Linked DNA regions of Nomascus leucogenys: region 2 is linked to region 1. The links are chromatin contacts, called in public Hi-C maps. All regions are on one chromosome and are shown on one strand. The core of a region is the stretch at or near the end of the contact, and the rest is flanking DNA. Distances in the headings are between cores, read along the strand shown.

Region 1 (7,212 bases), core at 1,278-3,777:
AAAATGCCCACAGAGATGTGACGGGAAGTACCCAAGAGAAAATAAATGATGCTGGCAAAAAAAGATGTGTACAGACCATAGACAGGTTCTTGGCCAGCCAGCAGGGAATAAGCAATGGACTGGGGCACCAATAATATGCCCACGATCAAGCCCGACATCACATCCCCTAAAATGTTTTTTTTTAGGTTGTATTTTGGGAGCCACTGCAAAACAGGAAGGAAACCTAAAATCATATTTTTGGCTTTGGCTGGACTGCACTGGCAATTCTTCTGCAGCTTTTTAATAACAAACTCCTTGAAGTTTGTATCTGATTTCTCTTGACGCTCAATAAGGACCCTATGATAAGGTCTGCATTGGTCATTGGTCTCAAATTGCTTGAAGTCAGTACTTGATTCCCTTTGAAGTTCCAGATGGATCCCAGATGGATAACTGTCATTTCCTTCAGCTGAGTCTCTGGGTGAACGGTCATGTTGCTCTTTACTTTCCGAAGACATTTCTGGAGATAGATGGTTCAGCTTCCTACACCAGAGAAAATACCAGTGTTCATCAATAAAGTAATTCTCAGTGCTCACATATACTAACAATTCTACTTGTCATTTCATGAGAATTAAGAGGAATTCAGTTTTAGAATAGGTATCTTATGTCCCTTTTCCTTAATTGAGCCTCATTTGTCTTGGTTAGGGGGAAAAAAAAGACCAGAACCAGACCTTAAACAGCCAAGTCAAAGCAAATAACTGGCTGGGTACAGGACTTCCCAAGAGTATAAACCATTAAGGATTCTTCTCCATATATGCCTGGCTCCCCCTGGCAGTTTTTCCTCCAGAAAAAATGTAAGGGCAGCCTGTCTCCTTTCCATACATATGCTACCAGTGGTCTTCTTCCCAGGTTTTTCACCTCCCAGGCAGACTGCAAAATAGGATCTGGTCTTAACCCCTACCTTAACCTTAACTCCTACCTACCAGTCCTGAAACAAGGAAGATGATCCTTTTTTATTTTTTGGTCCCTTTTTAAACAACCTGCTAAATGTTGAAAATAAATAGAAGAAGAAGTAGGTTGCAGGGTAAAGATAAATGTTTTTGGCAATAAAAGGAAGCTAGGGCAGAATGCATTTGCGTCTTTGAACAGTACTCCCTTGCTTGGTAGGAAAGAGGAGAGAGAAGTCGATATGAGGGTGCTGAATGTAAAGGGCATGAAGAGGGTCGATGGGCCAAGTGTCTCATACATGCTGTAGAAGGTTTTGGTCTATTGCACTATGTTCTAGTATGGAGTCATCTGCCCTGTGGGCAGGGCCCACATTCACGCAAGATTCACTTTACTATTCTAAGTACACACTCTGAAACACAGGTTGAATAGAGAAATAATGTTGCCCTGCACTTCCACTTGGAGGCAATACAGGTGATCCTCCATCTCTGTGTCCTGGACTATAAAACTAATGCCATAAGATCTACCACTAGGAACTATAGGAAAACAAAGAAAGTAAAAATAGCCAGAAAAAGAGAAAGGACAACAAAAAATAATAAGTCTAATAACCGGAGTAAGAGAAGAAAATGAACCTCAAAGGTTCTCAAAAGGCTCTCAAAGGAATAGAGCATAAATTGTTTACCAAATACTTCATGAATTAGTGCCTTTACATAAGCTGTTTACTTAGCTTAGAATGGCCATCCACCTTTTTGCCTGTCAAGATCCTAATAATTTTTTAAAACCCAGTTACAATGCTACCTTTTCCCGAAAGCACTAACCAATCTCCCCTAGCCCAAATGAAATACTACATCCTCTGTGTCCCATAGCATGTTGCACCTCCATTATAGTACTAACCATACTCTTGTATTAGTGAAGTAGGAATCTCTCTAGCTCCTGGAGGAAAGATATCTTGTTCATCAGTGTAATCTGAATGTAATGTAGTAACGCTGAGATAGCAGGCTTACAAAACATTTGAATGAATGAATGAACAAATGAACAAACATTTGTGACTGTGGCCAGATGGAGACAATTTTTTTTTTTTTTTTTTTTGAGACAGAGTTTCACTCTGTTGCCCAGGCTGGAGTGCAGTGGTGCGATCTCAGCTCACTGCAACCTCCGCCTCCTGGGTTCAAGCAATTCTCTTATCTCAGCCTCCTGAGCAGGTGGGATTACAAGTGCATGCCACCATACCCGGCTAATTTTCACATTTTTAGTAGAGACAGGATTTCACCATATTGGTCAGGCTGGTCTCGAACTCCTAACCTCAGGTGATCCACCCGCCTCAGCCTCCCAAAGTGCTGGGATTACAGGCATGAGCCACCGTACCCAGCCAAGACAATATATTTTAGATGAAGGACTCAGGAAGTTTCTTGTTTTGGAACTGACAGAAAAATGAGCCCTTGTGAGGTTCTATAAACCTAATGTTACCAAACTGCCAAAATCCAGGACCTATGACTTATTCAAGAACACAAGATATATAAAAGTAACCCATATTCATTTTGTTTAGGTTTAACAAGAGAAAATATTTTAATGGGCTTCTGAAGTAGATAAGCAAATAAAGAATAGACTTAGATGACCACTGACCCTGAGAAAATCAATCAGGTTGATGGATACACCCAGCAGCAATTTGCTCTACAATGCAAACAGTCTGTGACTCTCCTGTCATTTCCTGCTTTCTAGAGCTAGCTTGATTGCACCAACATCCTATTTTGGAGAGCTCTTGGTGATTTCTGGGTCAAAGGGTTTTTCCAAACCTAAGATATGCAAAAGAGACATAAGAAAAAACTAATGGAATCCAAATCTTGCCCTGTATGGCTGCTATCTGGGAAGAATATAGATAAAAATTAATACTAGAAAGTAAAACAAAGAAATGGAAACTGTAAGAAAAAATCAAATAAGGAATGCTAAAAGTGAAAAACACAGTAACAGAGATGATGAATGCCTTCGATAGGATCATTAGTAGACCTGAAAGCCAAAGAAAGAATCAATGAACTCAAAGACAGGTAAACAGAAATTACCTAAACTAAAACACAGAAACAGTTTAAATAACAAAACAAAACAAAAAACCCCCAATATCAACAATGTAACATAACATCCAAGAGCTGTGGGACACATCAAAGTATCAAACATATGCATAATTAGAATACCAAAAGAAGAGAGAGAATGGGCAGAAGAAATATTTCAAGATATAATGGCCAAGAAATTTCCAAAATTAATAAGAGACATCAAAATATAGATCCAAGTAACCTAAGGCCAGGAGTTCGAGACCAGCATGACCAACATGGTGAGACTCGGTCTCTACTAAAAATACAAAATTAGTCGGGCATGGTGGCACACGCCTGTAATCCCAGCTACTTGGGAGGCCGAGGCAGGAGAATAGCTGGAACCCAGGAACTGGAGGCTGTAGTGAGCCGAGATCACGCCACTGCACTCCTGTCTGGACAGCAAGATGAAAACTCCGCAAAAAAAAAAAAAAAAAAAAAAAAAGGCCTGGCACAGTGGCTCACACCTCTAATCCCAACACTTCTGGAGGCCAAGGCAGGCAGATCACAAGGTCAAGAGATCAAGACCATCCTGGCCAACATGGTGAAACCCTGTCTCTTCTAAAAAAATACAAAAATTAGCTGGGCATGGTGGTGCGCACCTGTAGTCCCAGCTACTCGGGAGGCTGAGGCAGGAGAATTGCTTGAACCCGGGAGGCGGAGGTTGCAGTGAGCCAAGATCATGCCACTGCACTCCAGCATGGTGACAAAGCAAAACTCTGTCTCAAAAAAAAAAATACATATATATAATATATAATCTATCTCCAAGAATCTCAGAGTATTCCAAGAGTAAATATAAAAACAAAAAGAAAACAAAAACCCTCACCTACACATATGACATTCAAGCTGCTGAAAACAAAAGATAAAATCCTGAAGACAAAGAAAAAACACGTATTACTTATACAGAAACAAAAATAAGAATTATAGCAGACTTCGGCCGGGCGTGGTGGCTCACACTTGTAATCCCAGCACTTTGGGAGGCCGAGGCGGGCGGATCATGAGGTCAGGAGATTGAGACCACGGTGAAACCCCGTCTCTACTAAAAATACAAAAAAATTAGCTGGGTGTGGTGGCGGGCGCCTGTAGTCCCAGCTACTCGGAGAGGCTGAGGCAGGAGAATGGCATGAACCTGGGAGGCGGAGCTTGCAGTGAGCCGAGATTGCGCCACTGCACTCCAGCCTGGGCGACAAGAGCGAGACTCCGTCTCCAAAAAAAAAAAAAGAATTATAGCAGACTTCTTATTGGAAATCATGGAGGCCAGAACATGATGGAGTGGTATCTTTATATCGAAGAAATATATATCTTTTATAGAAATAGGGTCTTGCCCTGTTGCCCAGGCTGAAGTGCAGTGACATGCAATTATGGCTGACCATGACCTTGAACTCCCAGGCTCAAGTGATTCTCCCACCTCAGCCTCCTGAGTAGCAAGGATTACAGGTGTGCAACACCACGCCTGGCTAATTTTTTAATTTTTTTGTAGAGACAAAGTCTTGCTACTAAGCTCCCCGGGCTGGTCCCTAAACTCTTGGCCTCAAGTGATCCTCCCACCCTGGCCTCCCAAAGTGCTAGGATTACAGGTGTGAGCCACCATATCTGACCCCAGAAATATAAATTTTAACATAGAATTCTCTACCTAGAAAAAATATCTTAAAAGATAAGAGGCCAGGCATGGTGGTGAGTGCCTGTGGTCCCAGCTACTTCGGAGGCTGAGGTAGGAAGACTGCTTGAGCCTAAGAGGTTAAGGCTGCAATGAGCTGTGATCACACCACTGCACTTTAGCCTGGGTGACAGAGAGAGACTCTGTCTTAAATAAAATAAAATAAAATATGAAAAAGAAATAAAAACTTTCTCAGATTAACACTGAGAGGATTTAAGGCCAGCAGACCAGCACCATATATATGTGGGGGAAGGGGAGAGAGAGAGAGGAGGGGAGACAGGGAGTGGGAAGGAGAAGAAGAGTGGGGGAAAGAGAGAGAAACAGAGAGAGACATACACACAGAGAGAGAGACAGTTTCAGGAAGGTTCTTTAGCCAAAAAGAATACACCAATCAGAAATTCAGTTCTACATAACAAAGAAAGTCCAGGAAATGGAACAAATGAAGATAAAGTAAAATTCATTTTTTCAATTAAAAAATCTTTAATTGCTCTAAAAGATAACTGTTTAAATCAAAAATGGGAATTTACTTTATAGCATATGCAAAATAAATGTGTGACAACAACCACACAGAATGGGAGGGGGAATTGGGAATTTTAAAGTCTTTTTAAAATTTTCTGATTATTATTATTTTTTTAAATAGAGATCAGGTCTCACTATATTGCCCAGGCTGGTCTCAAACTCCTGGGCTCAAGTGATCCTCCTACTTTGGTGTCCCAAAATGCTGGGACTACAGGCATGAGCCACCATGCCCAGCAAACTGTAAGGTCTTACACTAATGTGGAATGGTATCTTATTTGCACATAGGCTCTGATTAAACATGTACATTTAAACCTAACAGTAACCACTACATTTTTAAAAAGGTATAAAAAATAATAGTAGAGATAAAATAGAATCATAAAAAACTCTCAACTCAAGAGAAAGTAGAAAAGGAAGATAAAACATAAAAAACAGATGGAACAAACGGAAGACAGCCAGTAAGATGGAAGAGTTTAATCCAAACATATCATATTAAATATGAATGGTCTAAACATGCTAATTAAAAATGGAGACTGTCAGATATGATTAAAAAATAAGACCCAAGTATATGCTGTCTACTTGAAACCCACTTTAAATATAAAGACATACATAGGTTAAAAGTGAAAGGACTGGCCCAATTTAGTAATTTATTCAGCTTATAAAAGACACAGCAAGGTAATAAAATGCACATTTTGGGATCCCAAGAATAGATCCTTTTTTAATATGGTACTATTCCTACCACCTATCTATAATTAGCTTCTCTAATTTCAGATATTTCTGAACACCTTAAAATTCAGCTACTCTACACATTCCAGTTTCACCTAGCTGCTATCCAAATTGATGCAGTAATAATATCAACAATCTTGTTCCCAACTCTCCCTTTCTCTACATTCATGGCCATGGTCCTTTCCCATCTCTAGCTCTTAGAAACTCACGTATTCACTCAGAAACAGTCCTACAAGTAGAACTAATTCAGCCACCAGTGTGAACCCACAAAGTTCCATAATCATGCTTTCCTTTACCTCTGTATGTATGCTACAAACTCACTGCTAAATAAAACTAGAAGCTGCTGACTACTATGTTTATGGCATCTAAGCAGGGGAGAAATCTGAAAGAGTTTAAGAATAGTTTGTTTAGAAAGTTTTCAAGGGAGGAACATATCTAACCTGGGCTCTGAAGTCTAGGTCAGGTTTGAAAGGATGAAAGAAGACCTGGAATATGGGTAAGAGAGAAGAAAACACAAACAGCAATAGTTCTAATGTTGGAGGAAAAGAATCAGAAATGAGAATGTTATATTTAAAACAGAGAATGGTTATGGGGGATTAGTGGGAGAGGAGCCTACAAAGGTACCTGAGGGGGATTCTGGAGGGCCCTTTATGCCGGATTAAGAAAGCTAGACTTGAATCTGCGGGCAATGCATAGGCCCTGAATGATTTTGAGAAAGTCACTTACTATATCACTCATTTGGCAAATAATTATATATCTTCTGGTCTGATGTTATATTATTTCATTCTTTTTCCACTAAAGCAACTAATATTTTACCTTTTGTCTTTTACAGATAAAAAATAGTTGAAGGTGGTTTTAGAAAAACAAAACTAAGCCAGGCACAGTGGCTCACACCTGTAATCCCAGCACTTTGGGAGGCTGAGGCGGGTGGCTTGCTTGAGGCCAGGAGTTCGAGATCAGCCTGGGCAACATGATGAAAACCCGCCTCTACTAAAAATAGAAAAGTCAGCCAGGCGTGGTGGTGCACGCCTGTAATCCCAGCTACTCAGGAGGCTGAGGCAGGAGAATCACTTGAACCTGGGAGGTGGAGGCTGAAGTGAGCTGAGATCACGCCACTGCACTCCAGCCTGGGTGACAGAATGAGACCCTCAGAAAAAGAAAAGAAAAAAGAAAAAGAAAACTAAACTATAAACAGGTACAACCAAGGCAGATTCTCCACGTATATAGTACCATCGGATCCTCTAACTCACTGTTGTCAGACAAGTCTAGGGAAGATCACAGCACTATAAAGGCCCAGGGATGCCAAGGACG
Region 2 (7,212 bases), core at 2,490-4,989, 150 kb after region 1:
CGCTCTGGGGGAAACCCCATCCCGGCTGTTAGAGGAATTCAAGCTGCACAGCTCTTTTAGGAGACACAGGCAAGGTTCACTGGGGGGTAAATAGAGGACGAGTGTTGTCAGCCTCCTTATTTTATAGAGGGAACAACTGAGGCCCAGAAGGAGGAAGGGACTTGCTGAAAGCCACAGGGCACTGTCAGAAACGAACTCTTTTCAGGGCCCCCAAGAGGACAGGTTATGAAATGGCCTGAGGCCTTTCCTCTGGCCTGCAAAAGTTAGTTTCTAAAAACCAACTCCCTTCTAAAGGAGCCCAGCTCCTGAGGGTCCCAGATGACAATCAGGGCACAGGGTGTGGGACCAGGGCCAGGCATGGGGGCTGATGAACCCCCCATCACCACCAACACACACATCCAACAAGACAAAATCTCATGGAATAATACACCAATAATTTCTAAAAATCTACCTTTGTGACAAGGCCAGCATGAGGCACCTGGGAGAGTCTGAAAAGAAGACAAAGAAAAATAAGATTCCCCAACATGGTATCACTAGCAGATGTTTCCCCTCTGAAGGAGACCCCAGGCCTCCACTGGTGCCAAGCACAGCTGCCCTTTGGGCAGGTGACCAAACACCTCTGCCACTTTTAGAGAAGGGCACAACAACTCAAATCCACCTTCCATCCCAGTCTCAGCTGGGAGAGCTACTTGATTTTGCAGAAAGTACAAACAGGTGCAAGGGTGACCCCTTCTGGCTAAACGTGTAGCACAGTGAGGAAGACCTTGACTCCAAGTCCCACTGCTGTGAGCTCTGGACAGACAGCCCTGCATAGGGCCCATCATTAAGTAGCTCCGTGCCTGAGTTTCTGTATCATAAAATAGAGACAATGACAGTCCCTACCAGAGAGGCTTCTTGTGAGGACTCAATAGGGACAATCTGTTATCTAAGACCAGTGCCAGCACGGTAAGTACACAGTGGCTAACTGTTGTTATCATTACTGCCATTAGCAGCATTTAAAACTCTAGCTGCATTGTGGAGCTGAATTTAATAGCCTTATGCTTCTGTCACATCATCCCCAGTGAGTCTTCTTTACAGTACCTATTGCAATTTGTAATTATCCTCCTTTTCTGTTTACTTTTTGACTGCCTGCTTAATTCATTAAGTGGCACCTTGCCCGTGCAAGATGAAAAACTCAGAGATGCATGGGTGTTCTTCTGAAGATCTGCTCCAACTAGCCCAAAGAAAAGCTGAAAGCCAGGGAGGGGAAGGGACTTGTCCAAACCCACATAACACTTTGTTGGGGATGGGGACTTGAACACAGGGCTCCTGGCTCCCAGAGCAGTGGGGCATGCTGCACCCCATCCCTGCCCCCTCTTCGCAGACCACCAACTCTGACTACCTCTGGGAGGGAGCTGCGGGCAGCTGGGGTCCTCATCCATGTCCCCACACCCACTCTCACAGGGGCTCTCCAAGGCAGGGATCTGGGGTCCCCGTAGGAGCTGCTGTTCTTGGCCACTGTCCTCGTCCGTGGGGCTGCCCAGCTCCCGCTCTATGTCGTAGGCCTTGGGAGCCAGGCACAGTGAGGGCAGAGCACCTTGGGGCTCCGAGGGGACCAGCGGCTCATCTGCAAATGTCAGCCAGGGGCCCAGCTCAGGGTTCAGTCTCCGAGAACGCCGCACGGGGCACACAGAGCTCTCCAGCTTCCTCCCCAGCTTCGTCCATGGCAGGCCTCGGCCTGGCCTTTTCCTGCCCCACTCCTCCTCCTCCTCTTTTTCTTCTTCCTCTTCCTCCTCCTCTTCTTCCTCGTCTTCCTCCTCCTGCTGCTGCAGTCTGGCAGGCCGGCGGACCTCCCCTTTCACCTCCAGCCGCAGTGGGCGCAGGCTTGGTCTGGGCCCGGTGCTCTTGGGTGAAGCTGCGATCCTCACCTCCTCCACCGAGGATGGGCGACCAGGGGAGGCCTGACTGTCTTTGGGGGGCCTGGGCCTTGACCGAGGTGTGAGGGAGGCATAGACAGGAGTGGCCAGACGGTAGGGTTTGCTGACGTCACAGAGCACGTCTTGAGCCAGAAGTTCCCTCAGAATGGAGAACTCAGCCCAGGAGGCTTTGGAGGGGTGCCGGGACCAGGGCCGGGATCTGACCTGCTGGGAGGGGTTGCTGCAGGCCTTGGGGAGTGGCTCAGGGGCCTGTGGGGGCAGCTTCCTCTGGGGGAGGCAGTAGGTGTGCATGTAGCGAATGAGTTGCACCATCGCCTGCATGTCTTCCTGGGAAACTGGGGCACCGAGGTCTGCCCTGCCCAGAGCTAGGGAGTCCCGGGGAGAGGCTGGAGCTGGCTGGGGGCTCGGGCAGTCCTCACCCGGCTCCTTGTCCTCCTTGGCAGGGAGCCGGGGACTCTGGAGGCATGGTGGCTGCAGACCCCTATCCTGCAGGCAGCACTGTGCTGAGGTGAGGTGCTTATGCAGTTCTGTACAACTTCGGCTCTGAGACTGCGTCATGGGAGCCTTCTTGTCTTGGGTGCTGTCCACCTAGAGAGGGAGAGAGGCCAGAGTGAGGAAGGAGGCCCAAACACTCCTCCCATGTGTCTCATCCACATGGCCACTCGCTGGCCCATTGTGTCTCACCTGGATCATAGGAACAGCCAGGTTTCCTTCATTCCATCCCCAGCTTCCCACGCAGAGCCGAGCACCTGGCTGTGCTCAGTGCATGAGGAATGAAGGAATGACCAGCCTCCTAACAGCTCTCCCAGCCATGGAATTTCGCCCCTGCAGACCCTTCCAGATTCACTGACAAAGCCCCACTCTGACCATTCCATCCCCCTGCTCCATACCGTTCAGCCAAGAGCCGGGCAGTAGGTTCATGGTAGCCTGGGGCTGGGTGTAGGAAGGACTTGCTACAAATGAGCACTGGGGGATTCATCGATCTCGGCCCACTGCAACCTCTGCTTCCCAGGTTCAAGTGATTCTCCTGCCTCAGCCTCCCGAGTAGTTGGGATTACAGGCATGCATCACCACACCCGGCTAATTTTTTGTATTTTTTAGTAGAGACAAGGTTTCACCATGTTGGCCAGGCTGGTCTTGAACTCCTGAGCTCAAGTGATCCTCCCGCCTCAGCCTCCCAAAGTGCTGGGATTACAGGCGTGAGCCACCGCGACCGGCCTGAATGATGGATATGTTCTAAAACTGGATAATGGTCACAATTGCATGGCTATAAGTTTACTAAAAGTCATAGAATTGTACTTTTACAATAGGTGGCTTTTATGTATATAAATTGCACTTCAATAAAGTTTAAAAAAACAAAAAATTCAGTAGCTCCTAGTGCCCACAGGATAAAGGGGAGGCTCCATGGCTGGGTGTCTGAGGTCCTCTGCACTCGCACCAGCCAACCTCTCCAGTCTTATTTGCCCCACTTGTCCACACTGGGGCTTTCCCCCAAAGTGTGACTCATCGTTGTGCTGGGACTTTCTAGCAATGGCTGTCAGATGCATCTCACCTCTCTGGGGAGCTTCCTAGGCTCCCAGAGGGCAAACAGCTGGCTCACAATGGGGCGTGGCTGCTGCCCCTTCAACAGAATGAGGCACGAGAGGGTGGACCTTTGTTTCAGGAGGGTCAGCCAGGACAAATAGGGAGGGAGCATAGGGACTCATTCCCCAGAGAAGCCCCAGCAAGGGAGAGGCTCCTACACTGAGCTGCTGTCTGAGAGGACTCGATTCTGCCTCTGAGGATGTAGGATTGTACGCAACAGCTCCCAGAAGGAGGGTCCAGGACCAGGAAGAGGAGGGGTTGTGTGTAGCCTTTGAAGACAGAACCCCTTGAAAAACACTTGTTACACCTCTCCTTGTTAGGCTTGAAAGATGGGGCTCAAGGAGGAAAAGGGATGTTCTTTGACCCTGGATGTCTATGACAGAACTTTAAACTCTCCAGTGGGCTCCCTGAGGGGGAAAAAAAATCCAAACTATTTACTGTGGCCTCCACAACCAGCGCAATCTTGCGTTTTGGTCTGTCACACTGTTGGAATACAGTCCTCTGAAGCCTGGCCACACTTTCCTCATCCTTGCTCTAACCTGCATTAACATCTACCAGTGTCTGGAACACTGAAGTGTGAGAAAGTCCAGGGCTCCTTCTAGAAAACCCTAAACTAGGCTGGATCTCCAGAAGCAGTGCCCAGGACACCAGCTACAAAGGCTGTGGGAGGAGCGGGAAGAGATATTGGAAGTTGACTGAACTCGCTATCCTCCACCAGAGCTGAAGGCTGCAGCCCCAACAGACACCTGTGGCAGATTTGGGGGCATGTGAAGAAATACCTTGACACAAGGCCGTTGACTTTTAGATCTGAGGCCTGCCTGGCGCCAGGCGGTCCCTTCCTTCTGGGTGTCAGAGCTTGATGTTGGGTAGGATGTGGCCAAGAGGAGCTTCTGCAGCTGAGGGAAAAGCAGAGAGGACAGGAGCCGGGGCTCAGCCACAGCCAGAGGACATGGACTGCATGGCCAGCCCCTCAGGACTGACCTTGGGCATCACAGGACCACAGGGAGAACACAGGGTGGGCATTCCATGACCTGGGATGATGATGCCAAGATACTAGGTGCAGATGGCAGATTGTCTAACAATCCTGAACACACATAAGTATCCTAATAACATACAAATCCTTTTCAGAGTTAATAACCCCAGGGAATAGCTATGACTTTGAAAAAACTCAAGCAAGTCTTGGGTAATGTCTGTCTATTCTACTGTTAAAATATTATGATACAGTTTTATTGGGACATTCTGAGTGCACACACACACACACACATACACACACACAATCTGGAAGGTTAGGTACCAAAATGATTCTCTGGTGTGGGATTCTAGCTGATTTCCCTTTTGTTCTTCTTGTTTATTCATATTACCTCTAAAAATTAATTTCTTAAATTAAGCAAGGTAATACTTGTAAATGGTTAAAAAAAAAAAAAAAGACACATCACAAATACTAAAGGGCAGACAATTAAAAGCAAGTCTCTCTCTTGCCCAAAGTTCCTTTCTCCCTCCTACAGGCAACTCCACTAACTACTTTCCGGTGAACCTATCATGAGGCGGGCTTTCATTATACAACAATATGTATGTAGTCATTACCTCCAACCCACCCTGTTGTTTTGTTTTGTTTTTTTTGAGACGCAGTCTCTGTCACCCAGGCTGGAGTGCAGTGGCAGGATCTCGGCTCACTGCAACCTCCACCCCCCGGGTTCAAGTGATTCTCCTGCCTCAGCCTCCCAAGTAGCTGGGATTACAGGCATCTGCCACCATACCCAGCTAATTTTTGTATTTTCATAGAGATGGGGTTTTACCACGTTGGCCAGGCTGGTCTCAAACTCCTGACCTTAAGCGATGTGCCCGCCTCGGCCTCCCAAAGTGCTTAGATTACAGGCGTGAGCCACTGTGCCTGGCCCTACCCTGTTGTTTTTACACAAGTGGAAGACTACACTTAAGCTTGTTTGGCTTTTTTTTCTTTTCTATAAAAATTGTAAAAGCTCTTCTGCTTCTGCACCCTGAGGGCAGGTACAGAGTGTACCTGAGCTGAGAGAACAGGCAGTTGAATACATCTGGATTTTCCGCCGGAGATCCTAGCCAAGCTTGAGAACAAACTGAGAACGATCATGAGATTTTAGTACAGCAAGGAGAGTTTCCCTGGGAAACGTGCCACCCCAAGTCACTCCAACAAGGAATGCCAAAGGCCCACGAGCCAGAGAAAAGGCTCCACACTCTTGAGGAGCCACAGGATCCTGGCTACCCCACCTACACCCCAAACCAGCACCCACATATTTGTGACTTTTTCAATGGGAAAGGATCCTAGGACTGGGGGAAAGAGACCTCATTCTAGCCTGGCTCGGGCCCGGTGCACTGTGAGAGCCTTGATTCCTCCATTGGTAATATGAGCAGGGGCAGGGAGACTACATGGCTGGATTAAAACCTCTTTTTTTGATTCTAAGAATATGACAGAAGTTGCTAACCTCAGAAAATCACACAGACACACAGAGGTCCACAGGTCCTTACAAGTCCATCGCTGGACTCTCTGGGATCCATGGCCCAACCTGAGGTCCAGATGACTTCTCAGGGCCTTTTTGTTTGTTTGCTTTTTGTCTTTTAAAGAGATGAGGTCTTGCTCTGTCACCCAGGCTTGAATGCGGTATCATGATCCTAGCTCACTGAGGCCTCACACTCCTGGGTTTAGGCAATCCTCCTACCGCAGCCTCCAGAGTAGCTGGGACTACAGGCATGTGCCACCATATCGGGCTAATTAAAAAAAAAAAATCATAGAGATGGATCTTCCTATGTTGCCCAGGCTGGTCTCAAACTCCTGGCTTTAAGGGATCCTCCCACTCAGCCTCCCAAAGTGTTGAGATTACAGGTATGAGCCACTGTGCCCGGCCCCTCAGGGCCCTTCCAGGTCTCTATCGGTATGCAGGGAGTCTAGACAGCAAGTCTGTTTCCTGTGTGCCTTGCACAATGGCTGAAACAGAGGCACTCAATAAGCATGTAGGGAATGAAGGTAATCTAAGGCATGGGAGGGAAACAACCTTTGACCAGCAGGGGTCGCGCTTTGCCTCTTTAAGGTTTGGTTCCTCTCCAAACGCCCCGTGCAGAAATGGCACTAGAATGCTTGTTACCACTAATGGTTGTACCAGAAGTATTAGTTCACATTTACTGAGCAACTCTGTGTGCCAGGCACTGTTCTAAGTGCTTTATGTGTATTATCTGCTGTAATCCTCCTAATAGCCTTTGACATAGGCACTATTATTAACCCCACTTGATAGATCAGGAAGCCGAGGCTTAGAGAGGTTCAGGATGTATGCCTAAGGGATATACAAGTACTAAATGGCAGGTCTGGGATTCAAACCTAGGTGCTTCGATTCCAGTCTGAAAGGAAGCAGGACCCCCTCTCAGCAGGAGCCATAATGTGGGACTGAACATACTCTGTGCCTGGCATGGTGGGTGCTTCACGCTGCTTTGGGGAACTTGAAGGCAGTGGGAAGGAACGTAAAGGGTCCTAGACTAGGAGTGAATACCTGAGTTCTAGTCTTTGCTGGCACACTGACTTGCTGTGGAGATACCCTCCCCACTCTGGGCCACAGTTTTTCCAGAGCTGGGCTTGAGGGTCACCAAGGGCCATTCTAGCTCAAACTCTCCATAACCTAAGAACCCTCCCGGCTCCAACAGGCTCTGATTTTCTAGCTGAGTCCCGCCAGCCTCCAGGAGCCACAGC

What was found. Hi-C and Micro-C count contacts between places; a contact is called where the count stands out from the background.
Region 2: a contact with region 1 is called in a Hi-C map of a lymphoblastoid cell line, with 5 times the contacts expected there. The contact joins two enhancer-like sites. A contact is called at or near these places in 3 of 4 Hi-C or Micro-C datasets (a lymphoblastoid cell line and an unstated tissue).

The regions. Positions count from the first base shown.
Region 1 is chr2:28,705,129-28,712,340 of Asia_NLE_v1, forward strand. SLC26A2 (sulfate transporter) reads right to left here. Exons shown (of 3, transcript XM_003266632.3): 2 at 1-519. The coding sequence starts at 494. Among named protein-coding and RNA genes, the nearest start is that of SLC26A2, 15 kb to the right of the region's middle. Within about 2 kb of position 2,528, the one cell type or tissue checked has an H3K27ac peak away from gene starts, as active enhancers do. A contact at or near this core is called in a lymphoblastoid cell line, where this site is marked.
Region 2 is chr2:28,854,947-28,862,158 of Asia_NLE_v1, forward strand. It overlaps PPARGC1B (peroxisome proliferator-activated receptor gamma coactivator 1-beta), which reads right to left. Exons shown (of 12, transcript XM_030826725.1): 4 at 4,280-4,396; 5 at 1,382-2,504; 6 at 452-488. Among named protein-coding and RNA genes, the nearest start is that of PPARGC1B, 100 kb to the right of the region's middle. Within about 2 kb of position 3,740, the one cell type or tissue checked has an H3K27ac peak away from gene starts, as active enhancers do. A contact at or near this core is called in a lymphoblastoid cell line, where this site is marked.